Regions from separate parts of the Rattus norvegicus genome. Here region 2 is linked to region 1. A link is a contact called in public Hi-C data. All regions are on one chromosome and are shown on one strand. The core of a region is the stretch at or near the end of the contact, and the rest is flanking DNA. Distances in the headings are between cores, read along the strand shown. Region 1 holds the start of Wdr59 (WD repeat domain 59). Region 2 overlaps Cfdp1 (craniofacial development protein 1).

Evidence for each region. Hi-C and Micro-C count contacts between places; a contact is called where the count stands out from the background.
Region 2: a contact with region 1 is called in a Hi-C map of mammary epithelial cells, with 2.8 times the contacts expected there. The contact joins the enhancer-like site here to the promoter of Wdr59 in region 1. A contact is called at or near these places in 3 of 12 Hi-C or Micro-C datasets (the Rat2 cell line, frontal cortex and mammary epithelial cells).

What each region holds. Positions count from the first base shown.
Region 1 is chr19:56,389,049-56,395,981 of GRCr8, reverse strand. Wdr59 (WD repeat domain 59) reads left to right here and starts at 2,847. Exons shown (of 27, transcript XM_063278659.1): 1 at 2,847-3,089. The coding sequence starts at 3,036. LOC120098630 (a long non-coding RNA gene) reads right to left here and starts at 3,096. Exons shown (of 2, transcript XR_005497030.1): 1 at 2,966-3,096; 2 at 2,549-2,839.
Region 2 is chr19:56,697,052-56,704,049 of GRCr8, reverse strand. The region is part of intron 5 of Cfdp1 (craniofacial development protein 1); the gene reads left to right. Among named protein-coding and RNA genes, the nearest start is that of Cfdp1, 33 kb to the left of the region's middle. Within about 2 kb of position 3,444, at least 8 of the 93 cell types and tissues checked have an H3K27ac peak or open chromatin away from gene starts, as enhancers often do.

The sequences.
Region 1 (6,933 bases), core at 1,598-4,097:
GCACCCTGAGTTCTGGGATTGATTAGAACTTGACATTACAATTAGCTCTAGAAAGTTTTTCTTTAACATTTGTGTGGACTTGTATGAGTATCTGAGCATGTGTGTTTGTGTTCATTCATGTGCAATTGCTCCTGTGCACGGGGAGAGCAGAATAAGGCAGCAGGTTTCCTCATCCTGTTGTTTTGAGGCATGGCCTCTCTCTCCTCTTTTTTTATTTCCCTCTCCCTCTCCTTCTATTTCCTCTTCCCCTTCCCCTCCCTCTCCCTCTCCCCCTCCCTCTTCTGAACCTTGAGCTCATGTTTTCTCAGTTAAAATGAACACCAGCAAAACAGTGATCCTCTTGTCCCGTCTCCACCAAACTAGATCTGGAGTTACAGGTCCACACTGGAGCCTAGATTTATTACACAAGTCCTGAGATTCTGCTCTTTGTGATTTTTCTTTCTTTCTTTCTTTCTTTCTTTCTTTCTTTCTTTCTTTCTTTTTTTTTAAGATTTATTTATTCATTTATTATATATAAGTACACTGTCGCTGTCTTCAGATACACCAGAAGAGGGCATCAGATCTCATTACAGATGGTTGTGAGCCACCATGTGGTTGCTGGGAATTGAACTCAGGACCTCTGGAAGAGCAGTCGGGTGCTCTTAACTGCTGAGCCATCTCTCCAGCCCCCTCTTTGTGATTTCAAAGCAAATGTTCTTATTCAGTAAGCCATCTCCCTCTAGGACTGTAATAGTTTTGCTCGTTTGTTTTGTTTTTCAAGGCATGGCTTCTTGGTATAGCCCAGGCTGTCCTAGAACTTCACTTTGTAGCCCAGGCTGGCCTCAAACTCAGAGATCTGCCTACCTCTGTCTCCCTAGGATTAAAGGCTGCACTACTACTACTTGGCTGTTACTGTTCTTTTTAAAGAGTTTCAATTTGTGAGAAAAAACCGATAGGAGGATAGGAGAGAAAGCATTCAGGAAAATGACTGATGATTCTATGTTCCTAGATGTACAGGATTACCCAGGGATGGAGAGATGGCTCATCAAATACTGCTCTTGCAGAGGACCTGAGTTCAATTCCCAGCATTCATACCAAGCAGATCACCAGTACCTGTAACTCCAGTCCTTGGGTATCTGATGTCCTCTTTTGGCCTTCTTGGGTAACTGCACTCATTTGCACATCCTCATCCCCACCCCCACCCCCACCCATACCCTCCTTCCTACACACACGCGCGCACACACACACACACACACACACACACACACACACACTTAAAAATTAAATAGCCAAAACAAATCTTTTAAAACAGAGTCACATAAAAGTACTTGAATCGTCTGGAGGTTACTACTTTCGGTTGCACAGAGTACCCCTCTGACTTACAAAGGTCTGCGGGACCATCTGCTGCTCTCATTCACCCAGGGCAAACATGCATGGAGCAGCCTGTATATGCAGTAACAAGCAGATTTCAACAAAACAGTCCAGGGACCCGTCTGAAGCTTGGAAATAATAAATAATTATTGAATTAATGAATCCAGAAAGAATCCAACTGGGACACACTCACTCTTTACATTGAGAGTCTGCTCCCCGTGATTTCAAAGCAAATGTTCTTATCCAGTAAGCCATCTCCCTCTAAGCCTGCAATAGTTTTTGTTTGTTTTGTTTCATTTTCAAGACATGGTTTCTCTGTGTAGCCCAGGCTGTCCTGTTCCATTTTTTGGTACCGAGGTGTTTTCTGGGATGCAAGATTTTTTTTTTTTTTTTTTTTTTTTTGCTGGTTATAGTGGTAAAACCTGGACTGTTCCAGGCAGGTGACAGTGAGATGACAGTCACCCTATCCTACAGACAAGTTTGTCTGACCTTTCTAACAAGCATCTCAGGGGCAAAGGAGCCAATACCTTCTCTCCGCTCATGCAACGATTTGCAGAGAGGAATACCAATAATAGTTTATACTTGAGCCTTTACAACGTGCCGGGCCTTACAACAGCTAAATAAGACAGTACATTTCTACTTCAGGAGAGAATGTGATGCTAAACCAGGTAACCCGGGATTTCAAAAGATAGGATTGAAGCGAAGCCAACTGTTACCTACTATGCTGAACCTTCCTGATATTTTTTATTTCATCCTCAAAAATTATCTAAGACTCCAAAAACTGTTTGTGTGGATAAAGGTATTGACAGTATTAGAAATTAAAGCCATGAATAAAAAAAAATATGGTTAAATGGTAAGTATCATTAACATCTTCAGTGAAAAAAATAAGTTTCCAAAACCAAACGATGTTATCAAAAAGAGTGGCAAGTCGTTTAATATTCAGTCTAAACAACCTCTCTGAGTACATTCCCTATGTACCACACAGCCTCGGGAGAACTGTACAGCACACTGGTGAGAGAAAATGAAAGTAACGTGTTAATATGATTATGAAATTGTTTTACCTTTAGGGACTTGCCCCCCCCCCCCCCCGTCCCCTCTCCCCAAGTGTTGCGGAGAACCTCGGAGCTTCGATATGTAAGAGGCATGGCTGTACAACATGAAACAATGAATTGTGAACTCAAATTTTTCAAAGCCTTGATGAGAGGTATCAGAAGAAGTTATTTTACTTTGGTACGGATGTCGGTCCTGTTTATACGCTGTATGTAGTAGAATACGGGGGATACCATCCAACTACCAGCAAGACAGGACCGCCGGCGGCGTCTGCTCTCTAAACTCAGGCTCTTACTGGGTAACTGACGCTGACCTGACATTTGACTACAATTCCCGGCAGAGCTCACGGCAGGGGGCGTGTCAGCAGTGGGGTGCCCGGGTGACTCGTACTGATGACGAAATGAAGGGGCGTTCCTGTTTTTGGAGGCAGGTCTGGTCCCTGGTTGGGGGAGAAAACAGAAGAGGCGGGATCTATCATCGGAGTAGCCAATGCGTTGCGGTCAAGTGAAAGGCAGGGAACGAGGCGTGGCCGGATTTATTAGCTGGCTGTGTGGGGCTTACTAACCTAGGGAGTCTCGGGTCTTGGGGTCGGGGTGGAGGGTCGCCGACTGGCACCCCACGGTCGGGCTTGTGAGATGGCAGCGCGCTGGAGCAGCGAGAACGTGGTGGTGGAGTTTCGGGACTCTCAGGTGAGCTGTGCGTAAATGGAGCCGTCTGAGCATGCGCTTTCCGTGGTTTACACCCCCAAGACCCCCCACCCCGCCTTTTCATCCATCCCTTTGCTCAAGGTGGGGAGATGGACATGGTGCTCACCCGGAGCTGTCAGAGCCAGGATAGCCTAGGGAAGCTTTGATTACTAATCAGGACAGTTAGGGCAGGCATGTATGGCCTTTAGGGTTTCACAAGTGCTCATGGTCTTGGAACACCGAAATACCGATAGTAAATGCTGAAGGGATTCTTCCCTTGTACAAGGTAATGAGCTGGGGGAGGTGTCCACTCCCTGAGGTAGTCGACTGCTCTTGGTGACTTCAGGAAAGTTGCAGAACTTCTCTGAACCTCAGTTACTTGAACCAATCTCGCCTACCATTTGTGGGTTGAATTTGCGAAATACTGTTTTGCAGAGCATCTGTTCCAACCTACTAAGTGATTGCTAAAGGAGACAAAATACATGTATTGCTTGGATTGGACACCCCTGTGGCCCATCCCTGACGTCACGCTTTACACATCAGTTTTCTTACCTGTAGAAGGGAGATTATTATACTTACAGGTCTGGCGTGAGGTCACATGATTAAGACGTGTGTCGCACGGCAAGCTTCAAAAATTGTTAACATTGGGGGCCCACAAGGTGACTGGCAAGGTCACTGCTGCCTAGGCTGCCAACCTGAGTTCAATCTCCAGAACCCGCAAGCCAGGAAGAATAGCTCCCATACATCATCCTCTTTCCTCCGTCCACAGGCTGTGGCACATGTACGCACAGTAAATAAATGAACAATAAAAAAATGAAAATGATATCTTTTTTAAAATGTTAGCATTGAGCTCTTGAAGCGTTTCAGTTATTGGCCGATTGGCCTGTCAGCTTTAGTCCCACCCCAGGACCCATGTGGCAGAAGGACAGAGCCAGCTTCCACAAGTTGTTCTTTGACCTCCACACATACTGTATGGAGGTCACACACTCACACACACACACACACACACACACACACACACACACTAAATAAAAAAACTAAAAATTAAAAGAAGTTTGTATTGACTGAATAGTTTAATTATTTTTTCCTTTCTTTAAGTTAAAATAAAACATTATAGTGAGTGATGTGTGTGGGTGCGTAGGGATCAGAGGACAACACTGGGGAGTCTATACTCTTCTACTGTGGGACCTAAGCTTAGGTCAACAGCCATTATCTTGCAACTTTACACTGTGGGTCGTCTTGAAGGTATCCATTTAAAATTTTAGGTGTATGGTTGTTTTGGCTGTTTATATGGAAATCATTTGCATGTCTAGTGACTGCTGAGGCCAGAATCTCCTGGATCTAGAGATACAAACAGTGGTTAGCCTCCATGTGGATGCTGGAAATCTAGCCTGTGTGCTCTGGAAGAGGGCCGTCTCTCCAGCCAGTAATCCCTTCGCACCCCACACTTTCTTTTTTGAGACAGGGTCTCATATGTAGCTCTGGCTCTCTTGGAAGTCATTATGCAGACCAGGCAGGCCTCAGACTCAGAGAGATCCTCCTGCCTCTGTCTTCCGAGACTAGGGGTTAGAGGCATGCACTAGGACTCTTTTTTTTTTTTTTTTCTTTTTTTCCGGAGCTGGGGACTGAACCCAGGGCCTTGTGCTTGCTAGGCAAGCGCTCTACCCCTTGGACTAAATCCCCAACCCCACTAGGACTCTTTTGAGACAGGATTCCATGTACCCAAGGTTAACTTTGAGCCTGGCGTGTAGCTAAGGAGACCTTGAACTTTTGGTCCTCTTGCCTGTTCCTCCTGAGCACTGAGGTCATAGGTGTGCACCACCACACACAGTTTTGAGCAGTGCCTTAGGCTCCATGCATGCTACACTGACTGAGCTGAGCTATATTTTTATCATTTTTCTGTATTGAGTCTTCCATGTGCCAGGCTTCATGCTAGGCAGTGTATCTGTGTTTTCTTTTTCTACTTGATGAAAGAGCCCTGCAGGCTAAGTAGCTATTATTCTTTTCTACCAAAAGAGGAGGCTGATCCCTCATTGGCTGATCTTGAGAGACTTGTCTAGGGCCTACTGTATGTGGCTGGTGGCCACGGGGATTTGTACAGTCTCTGGCCCCAGAGCCCATAATGCTACTTCATCTCTTAATAGCTTATAATGTGTCACACATAGGTTCATAATAAATATCATGTCTTCCTTTCCTGATACCTAGGACATTTCTTCTCAAGTTTTTTCATTTCCTCAACAAATATTTATTGAGTACTTTCTTATATGTTTGGTTGTAATCTAGCCTTTAATGGCTGCGCCATCCCTCCATCCTTAAATACTTTCTCTGGGTCAGACTTTTATTCACCTATTTATTTATTTATTCAATAAGGATTTATTTATTTCAGTTTTTGTGTTTTTATGTGTGTGGTGGCAAGTACATGTGTATGTATGTTTTGCATGTGTATACACATGTGTCTCAGGGTTTCTGTTGCCATGAAGAGACCATGACCATGACAACTCTTACAAAGAAAAATATTTAGTTGAGAAATTCTAATTGACTTGCTGTTCAGAGGTTTAGTCCATTACCATCATGGTGGGAAATGAAGGCAGACGTGGTGCTAGAGAAGGAATGAAGAGTTCTACATTCAGATCAGCTAGCAACAGGAAAAAAATGTGGACCACTAGGCAGGTGGTGAGCCTCTGAGACTTCAAAGCCTGTCCCCACATCTCCTAGTAGTGCCACTCCCTTTATGGGCCAAGCATTGAAACATGAGGGTCTATGGGACTATTCCTATTCAAACCACACAACGTGTGTGGGTGCATGTGCAGGTAGAGGCCCAAGGCTGATGTCAGGAATCGGCCCGGTTGCTTTTCCACCTTGTTCACCTCAGCGAAGCCCAGAGCTTGCCAGTGTGATTAGTCTTGGTGGCCAGCTTGCTCTGAGGGATCCAGTTTCTTAGCTTTTCAAGGCTAGATGTACAGGCAGGCTACTCTGCCCACCCCGTATTTATGTGGGTTTCTGAAGAGTTGAACTTTGGTTCTCATGATTACAAGGTCGTGTTTTAACTGTTGAGCCATTCCCCCAGCCCCAGCCCCTTTTAAAAATAAGGATTTGCTGTGGTCTGCTAGTGCACACTATACCAGGCACAGTGTCAATATCCAGTTAGTCTACACTTGGGGAAAGCTAGATTAGAGTAAGTGGGTAGCAGGCATCTTCTAAACCTCCATCATGTCTTCTGCCATGAGGGCCAGTCTGCTCTGTGGCACCCTCTGATAAGTAGTCCCCATGGAGGATTTGACCAGAACTCTTTGGATTAAGGGATCTTGAGACACTTGGTGCTGTCAGCACTGTCAGTGTGAGGTCTGCTTTCCCCAGACTCCTAGGGGAGAAGACAGATTGCGGTTGCCCTTCTTGTTAATTGCTTTCACTAGGGATCAGGACGTAGCAGAACCAGTATCACGTGTCCAAGCCTGCTAATTTGGAAGATGCTAATCTATAAATCTTTTAATTCTCACAGAAACCCAGGCTGCCTCACCCCTATTTCTTTATAGAGATGTAACTGAAGAGACCTGCAGAGAGGGCGCTCACACCTATATTGCAGTGCTATAAAGTAGGAGCAAATAATCAAGCCTAAACAGCAGTTGGCATAGCAGGAGAACAAAGTAAACTGGGTAATTTAACTGCCTTGTGGGAGTTTCTGTTTTTCCTTAAGATTTTTCTATTTAGTTGAAAGGGTATATCTATAGTGTGAATTTGCCTGTTTAGTCTGATGTTGATTGGCAAGAGGCAGAAACCTATTTTATTAGCTTTCTACTGCATGGAAAGAAAAAGAAAATACTTTATGTTGCCTCTCTGAAGAAGATGT
Region 2 (6,998 bases), core at 2,195-4,694, 310 kb before region 1:
GGGTTGGGGATTTGGCTCAGTGGTAGAGCGCTTGCCTAGCAACCGCAAGGCCCTGGGTTCAGTCCCCAGCTCCGAAAAAAACAAAAAAACAAAAAAACAAAAAACAAAATAAAAACAAAAAACTCTCTAACTGGCTGTGGTGACTGAAGTCCTAGAAGCCAGAGGTAAGAAGATTGACTGTTGCAGGTTTGATGCCAGCTTGATCCACATAACAGATTCTAGGCAAGCCAGGGATGTTAGCAAACCCCGTCTTAACAAAATAACCCAACAACAAAAGATCTGTGTGTGAAGTCTTCAAGAAGTACAATTGGAGAGCTGGAGAGGTGTGTCTGTATCATAGACCGTTTCTGTTGGATTATGGTCTTAATTGTGCTACACTTCTCCTGGTGTGAAAAATACTGAAGTACTTTTGAGCCTTTCTGCGTGGGTAGAATGGGCATGTGAAGTGACTGCACTTGCAGAATTTACTCAGCTTAATGGTGGGGATGGGTTTGTGAAGAAGGAGGGGAAGACCTTCAGTAAGAGCATTGTCATGATCTGGGGTGGAGTCTCCTGGTCACTTACAGCAGTGAGCAGTGAGTATGCACTAGAGGGCAGAGTTAGTCCTGAGAAAGCAAGCACTCAGGCGCACAAAGCAGTCCTAAGCCTGCAAGGTGCTATATATTTTTGTTTATCTAATTAGATTAGTCTTTGATAAGAGATTTCTTTGTTCTGTTTCCTTTGTTTAGTATTTCTAGATATATCAAGTTACAGTTTGGTTTGTTCTCAACTCTGCTTTGTTTGGAAAATGATTTTCCCTCTCTCATTTTTGTAATACTAAGTTTTATTTGTGGAGATTTTTTTGTTAATTACAAGTAGGCGTGCTAACATATGGCACAGCTGTTGTCAAATCTCATGAGAAAACTGACCTCCGTGAGTTGTCCTGTGGCCTCCACACACCGGATGTGATACTCATGATGGTCTCCAGGTTCACTCCCTCCCCCCAAAAAAGAATAAATATAAAAAAGTTAAAGAGAGACATTGTGGCCACTTCAGGGACTGCATTTTTAATATTGAAGCTTTAAAAACGCTCTATGCTGTTTCTCAGGCGCTTTTGTGTGGAAGTTACCATTCTCATCTGTTCTAGTGTCACTGAAGCATGCCGTTCACCTGGAGCATGACAGTCAGTGCATCTGTTCTGACCAAAGTTCTGCTAAGAGAGTCTTAGCACTATTTGTGATGGTTATGAGTATATAGTAAGACTCACATCATATTACATTTTTGATTTCAGTTGGGATTTTCCTCACAGGAGAGACTGAGCAGTGGTGTTCTGGTCATTCTGGTTGAGGATGAAGACCAGGCTGACCTGCATCTGCTGTGTCCAGTTACATGGTCCGGGGCTCTTGCCAAAACCCTACTGTTCAACAAAGCTATCGTTTATGTAAGGTGAAAGAATTTAAAACTTTGAAAACAGGTGATCTAGAAAAACCTAAAGAAGCGAAAGGGGAGATGACAGAGTCTATGCGAGCATATGTCTGACCGAGGAAGCCTGAATGTTTAAGATGTTAAGCACAATATGCTTCTTAGCCGTACCTGACAGCTACCAGCTAACTTGAGGAAGGATGGGAAGCCTGTGCCTTGTCATGCCTTCCATTTTCAACTGAGAGCCCTTCCTTCACTCCAGATGTTTGAGAAGTGTGGAGGAAGAAAAAGGAGTGTACCTCATAGTCAGAAGTTTGAGGGAAATCTCTTTTACTATAGTAATTGTTGGGCAGGTCCCTCACTCCCGTCTCTTGGTGAGCCCTGATGTTAGAAGTAGCTTTGCCAAAAGCCTCTCTCCAGTCCTGCAGTTCCACCAGTTCTCTGTGTTGGGGGATGGGGATGTAACTCTGCTCTCTTGCTCACGAGTGCCCAGACTTCAGAGTTCTTCTCTGCCCCTACCCTGTACCCAATCCAACAAGTTCTTTTAATTTTGGGCTTTTTAAAAAAATCATTTATTTACATTCCCCTTCCCAGTCCCCTTCCCAGTCCCCTTCCTTTCTTCATCCCATTCCTCCTGCCCTTTGCCTCCGAGAAGGTACCCCCACCCCCACCCTCAAGCATCCCCCTTCCCCGGGGCTTGAAGTCTCTACATGATTAGATGCATCCTCTCCAACTGAGGCCAAACAAGGCAGTCATCTGCTACATAAGTGTTGGGGGCCTCGGACCAGGCTGAGTGTACCCTTTGGTTGATGGGTTAGTCTCTGGGAGCGCCCAGGGGTCTGGGTTTGTTTGTACTGTTGTTTCTCCCATAGGGTTGCCATCCTCTTCAGCACTTTACATCCTTCTAACTCAATCATAGGTGTCCTCAACCTCCATCCAATGGTTGGCTGTAAGTATCTACATCTGTAGGGCCTCTCAGAGGACAGCCATGCTAGGCTCTTGTCTGCAAGCACAGCGTAGCATCGGGAATAGTGTCAGGCTTTGTTGCCCTCCTCCCCCACAATGAGATGGATCCCAGTTGGCCCAGTCACTGGACGGCCTTTTCTTCAGTCTCTGCTCTCCAGCTTTGTCCCTGCATTTCTTTTAGACAGGAACAGTTCTGGGTCAGAAATTTTGATGATGGATTGGTAACTCTGTCCCTGTACTTGGGGCCTTGTCAACTGGAGGTGTTCTCTTCAGGTTCCCTCGCTCCATTGTTGGGCATTTTGGCTAAGTTTACCCTCATTGAGTCCTGGGAGTCTCTCACATACCAGGTCATTGGGGTTTTCTAGATGGTCCCCTCCGCTTACCCCAGAAGCTGCATATTACCTCCTGGCCCTCTGCTCTTCTTTCCTATCCCCCTCCCCAAATACCGGATCCTGTCCCCTTTTCTCCTCTCCCTTACCTCTTCTACCCAGGTTCCTCCCTCCTGCCTCCTATGATTATATTGTTCCCTCTTCTAAGTGGGATTGAAGGATTCTCACTTGGGCTTTCCTCCTCATTAAACTTCTTACAGTCTGTGGGTTGTATCCTAGGTACACTGAACTTTTTGGCTAAAATGCACTGATCAGCGAGTACATGCTAAAGTTAAGATTCTAGTCTTGAATCCCCAGTTCATTGCTCACTCGTGACCCTGAGCAGAGGTGAGCGCTCTCCTGTGCTCCCTGCAGCATCACATGAGCATACTCCTCAGTCCGTCTTCTGGACGTCAGGCCTTAGGTTTCGCCTCTCTAATACCAGACAAGTTCTGTTTTGATTTGGTTTACAAAACCCAGGCCCGGAAGTTATTAAAACCCACTCCCCGCCCTCAATCATTCTGTCAGATCATGTGCACTACTGTGGTTTTTCACTTCCTCTTTGAAATGTAGAGGTTCCCTTTCTTTTGTGAGTCTTTAAAATAGTGATAGTCTGTCTACTGTTTCTAGGTCACAGTGTGGCAGATGTTTAGTTTATCTTAGCCGTCCTTCACAGACGGCCGGTTGGCTTTTCATGTTTCTGAGTCTTAGGTTTCTGTTAGTGTGATGAGTAATGTCCTGACCAAAAGCACCCGGGGAGGAAAGGCTTATTTTGCCTACACTTCCATGCCACTGTCTTTCATGAAAGCAGTCCAAAGGAGCTCCTGGCAGGAACCTGGAGGCAGGAACTGACCATAGGTCACGGAGGGGTGCTGCTTACTTGCTCAGCCTGCTCTCTTATATACCCAGAGCCACTGCCCAAGATAGCACCACCCACAATGGCGTGGGTCCTCTCCCACCAATCATTAATCGAAAATGCCCTTCAGTCTCACCTACAGCCTGATTTTAGGCATTTTTTCAATTGACATTCCTTCCTCTCAGATGTCTCTGGCTTGTGTCAAGTTGACATAAATGCTAGCCAGCATACTGAACAACTAGTTGAGAGTTGTGATTGCATTTGGTGAAATTTGAAGTGATCCAAGCAATTTCTCTCCCTCTCCTACTCCCCTCCCTCCCCCTCTCCCTTCCCCTCTCTCTCCCCCCGCCCCCATTACATACATACATGATCCTCAGCGTCATCGTTACAAAGAAAGCAACAAGTAAACGTTTGTCTCTGGAGACTTGCTATCCTTTATGAATGTCTATTCTAGTGTTGGTCATGACAGCAGGTTGCTGTGGTTCCATAGCTTGTGTCCGGCAAGTAGCTAAGTCTGAAACAGTTTGCAATGCCAGAAATGTGATTGGAATGGCACCTCCGCTTAATCACATAGTTCAAGTGTAGATATGTATGGAGTTCTTTACCCACCCCACAGGCCTATTTTGCAGTTTCTGCTATTTCCCTTCTTTCTTGTCAACTTGTCTGTGTGGAAGTGTTGTTTCCACGATAACATTTCAGAACGCACATCCTTATTGGGATACTCAGAAGCCCTGCCGTGTGCCTGGTAGCCTTGTTTTCTAGCCAGGAAACACATGGCATTCATTCTGTCAGCCTTTCCTGTCTTAACTTGGGCTGCCTTGTGGACAACAGGAAAGCCCTTAAGTTGCTCTCTCCCCGTAGCACAGGTTCCAGATTAAAGTGTGCTAAAGGGCTTTTGATCTATAGTGCCCGTTACCCAGTGTTTAGGCCTTGGTGGATAAAGTCGTTGGGTGATGTAGCTGTAGGGGCGTAAGCTAAAACCCCGTGCCGTCGGGTCTGATGCTGTGTTTTGCTAAGGCACTGGAATATAAATACCTGTTGTAGCTTTGGGGAATGTTTCTGGGAAGCTTGGTGTAAAGGAAAAAGTGGAGGCATCACTTCTTTTTATTTGTCTTCTTTTTTGAGATAAGTTTCACTAAGCAGCGCTGGCTGACCTGAAGCTTGCTGTGTAGCTCAGGCTGGTCCCTAACTCACAGAGACTCACCTGCCTCTGCCTCTTGGAATTAAAGGTGTGTGTCAGTCACTATGCCCAGGGAAACTTTTCACTTCTGTTTTCCTTTTCGGTTCAAGCATGCCAGATAGCTTCATGTCCTGTTCTCTTGAGATTCAACTGACTAGATTCTTCCCTAACCCTGTGAGTGTTTTCTGTATCTTCTCATAGCTTCTCTCTCATACTTCATTCCCCTTCCTTCCCTCTTTCTTCCTTCCTTTTTCTTTTTCTTTTCTTTCTTTCTTTTTTTAATTTGGACATTGAAAATAAGATTTCGCAGAGAGACACCATGGTGGTGGTGTTCCTATGTCAGTCAGGGCAGAGCAGATGGCAAGGCCTTTGTTCATCCTAGCTTGATGCCTGGCTTGGTGGCCAAAGCTATTTCATGCCTAGGGCACATGAAAATAAGATTTAAGAGACAAGCATGTGGTCTTAGTTGTGGTTAGTGTGCGTTAATATCATTTATAAATAACTAGGTAGTAAAATTGAGGTGATTGGGTGGGCCCACGGCACTGTACGATGAAAGAAAGAAGGAAAGCATTTGAGTGCGAATTCTCCACACTCCACACTCCTCATCTGCATGGAAGCTTAGTCGTGGATTTAGCAGCCTCTGTTGATTGTTACTCTTTTGGCCTTGTAGCATGTAGCTTTCAAGACAGGACGTAGGTTAGTTACCACAGGGACCCTCACTGTGCAGCTCAGTGGGTTTTGACAATTGTATGCTTCAAACCCCAACTAGGATGTTTTATGCCATCTCTCCAGAAAGTTTCTTCATACTCTGTCCCACACCTCTGCACCTATTTCAGAATTTTATGTGAACAGATTGTATGGTATTTTGCTGTTTGTTCCTGGCTTCTTTGACTTGCTGTTTCTGAGATTTTCCTTGGTGTGTGTATTAGTAGTTCATTCCTGTTCATCTCCATTGTATAGATGTAGCAGACTGTGTCCATCCAGCCTACTGCTGGGCTGGCTTACAGGTTTTTTGGTTTTGTTTATAATGTTTTAAATTCTCCTGTGTGTGTATAAGTGTGTGTATACACACTCGTGGAAGCCAGAAGGGAACTTTAGGGGTTTGTTTCTGTTTTTCTACGTTGTGGGTTCCAGGGATGGCCCTCAGGTCATCAGGCTTACTGGAAAGTGCCTTTACCCATTGAGCCATCTCACCAGCTCATGGTTATTTTTAAATCATTTTTGGGATGGGGGTGGGGAGTGTGGCGATGTGATGGGAGGTTGTGTTGTGTAGCCTTGGCAGGGCAGGCCTTGACTTGCTCTTAAGCTACTAATCTTCCTGCCTCTACCTGGGGTTCCAGGCGTGCATCACCATACTCGGTCTCCTAGTCTTTCATAGCCAAACATTTATACTTCCTTTGGATAAATACTTAGGAATGGGCATGGCAAGTCAGGATAAAAGTGTTAAATATTACAACAAACAGAAAACTGTTCTCTAGGGTGGTCATCCCATTTGATTTTGCCATTGGTCCATGAGAGCTCTGACTGGCCCATATCCTGTCTACATTTGGTGTGGTTTGTCTTTTATTTCAGTGTGCAATGGTATTTCCTGTCATTTTAGCTTGCATTGCCTTGAAATTTTATACTGATAATGTCTTTTCACATGACTGTCTGGCATGTGTGCATATGTGTAAAATCTGTCTTCTAGTCTTACTCATTTTTAAAATTTTTGATTTTAAAGACATTATTAAATGTTAGTGTTATTTTATGTGTGTGAGTGTTTTTCTCCGTGTATGTATGTGCACCATGTGGTGGCTGCTATCCCAGAGGCAAGAAAAGGGGGTCAAGTCCCTCGGAGCTTGTTAAGGAGAGCTGTGGGCTTCCTTGTTTTAGGCCTCTGCTGTCTGATGTAGTGGTCTCTAAGCCATGTGTGGCTGTGGAGTGTTGGGAAGAGGTCAGTCTAAAAGAGCTGCTGGAAGTATAATACACACTGAAGTTTGAAGAATTAATAATGAGAATAAGAAAGTCTCAATTTTTATAATGATATTGTTGATATAATATTTTAGATGTATATAATTAAAACTTTAGAATGGCTACTATAGAGTTTTAAATTATATTTCTGTTTTACATTTCTATTCTAGACCTCCTGTGATGGTTTTAATAAGTATAGCCCCATAGACTCATGTGTTTGAATGCTTGACCCACAGGGAATGGCACTATTAGGAAGTGTGGTCTTGTAGGATAGGTG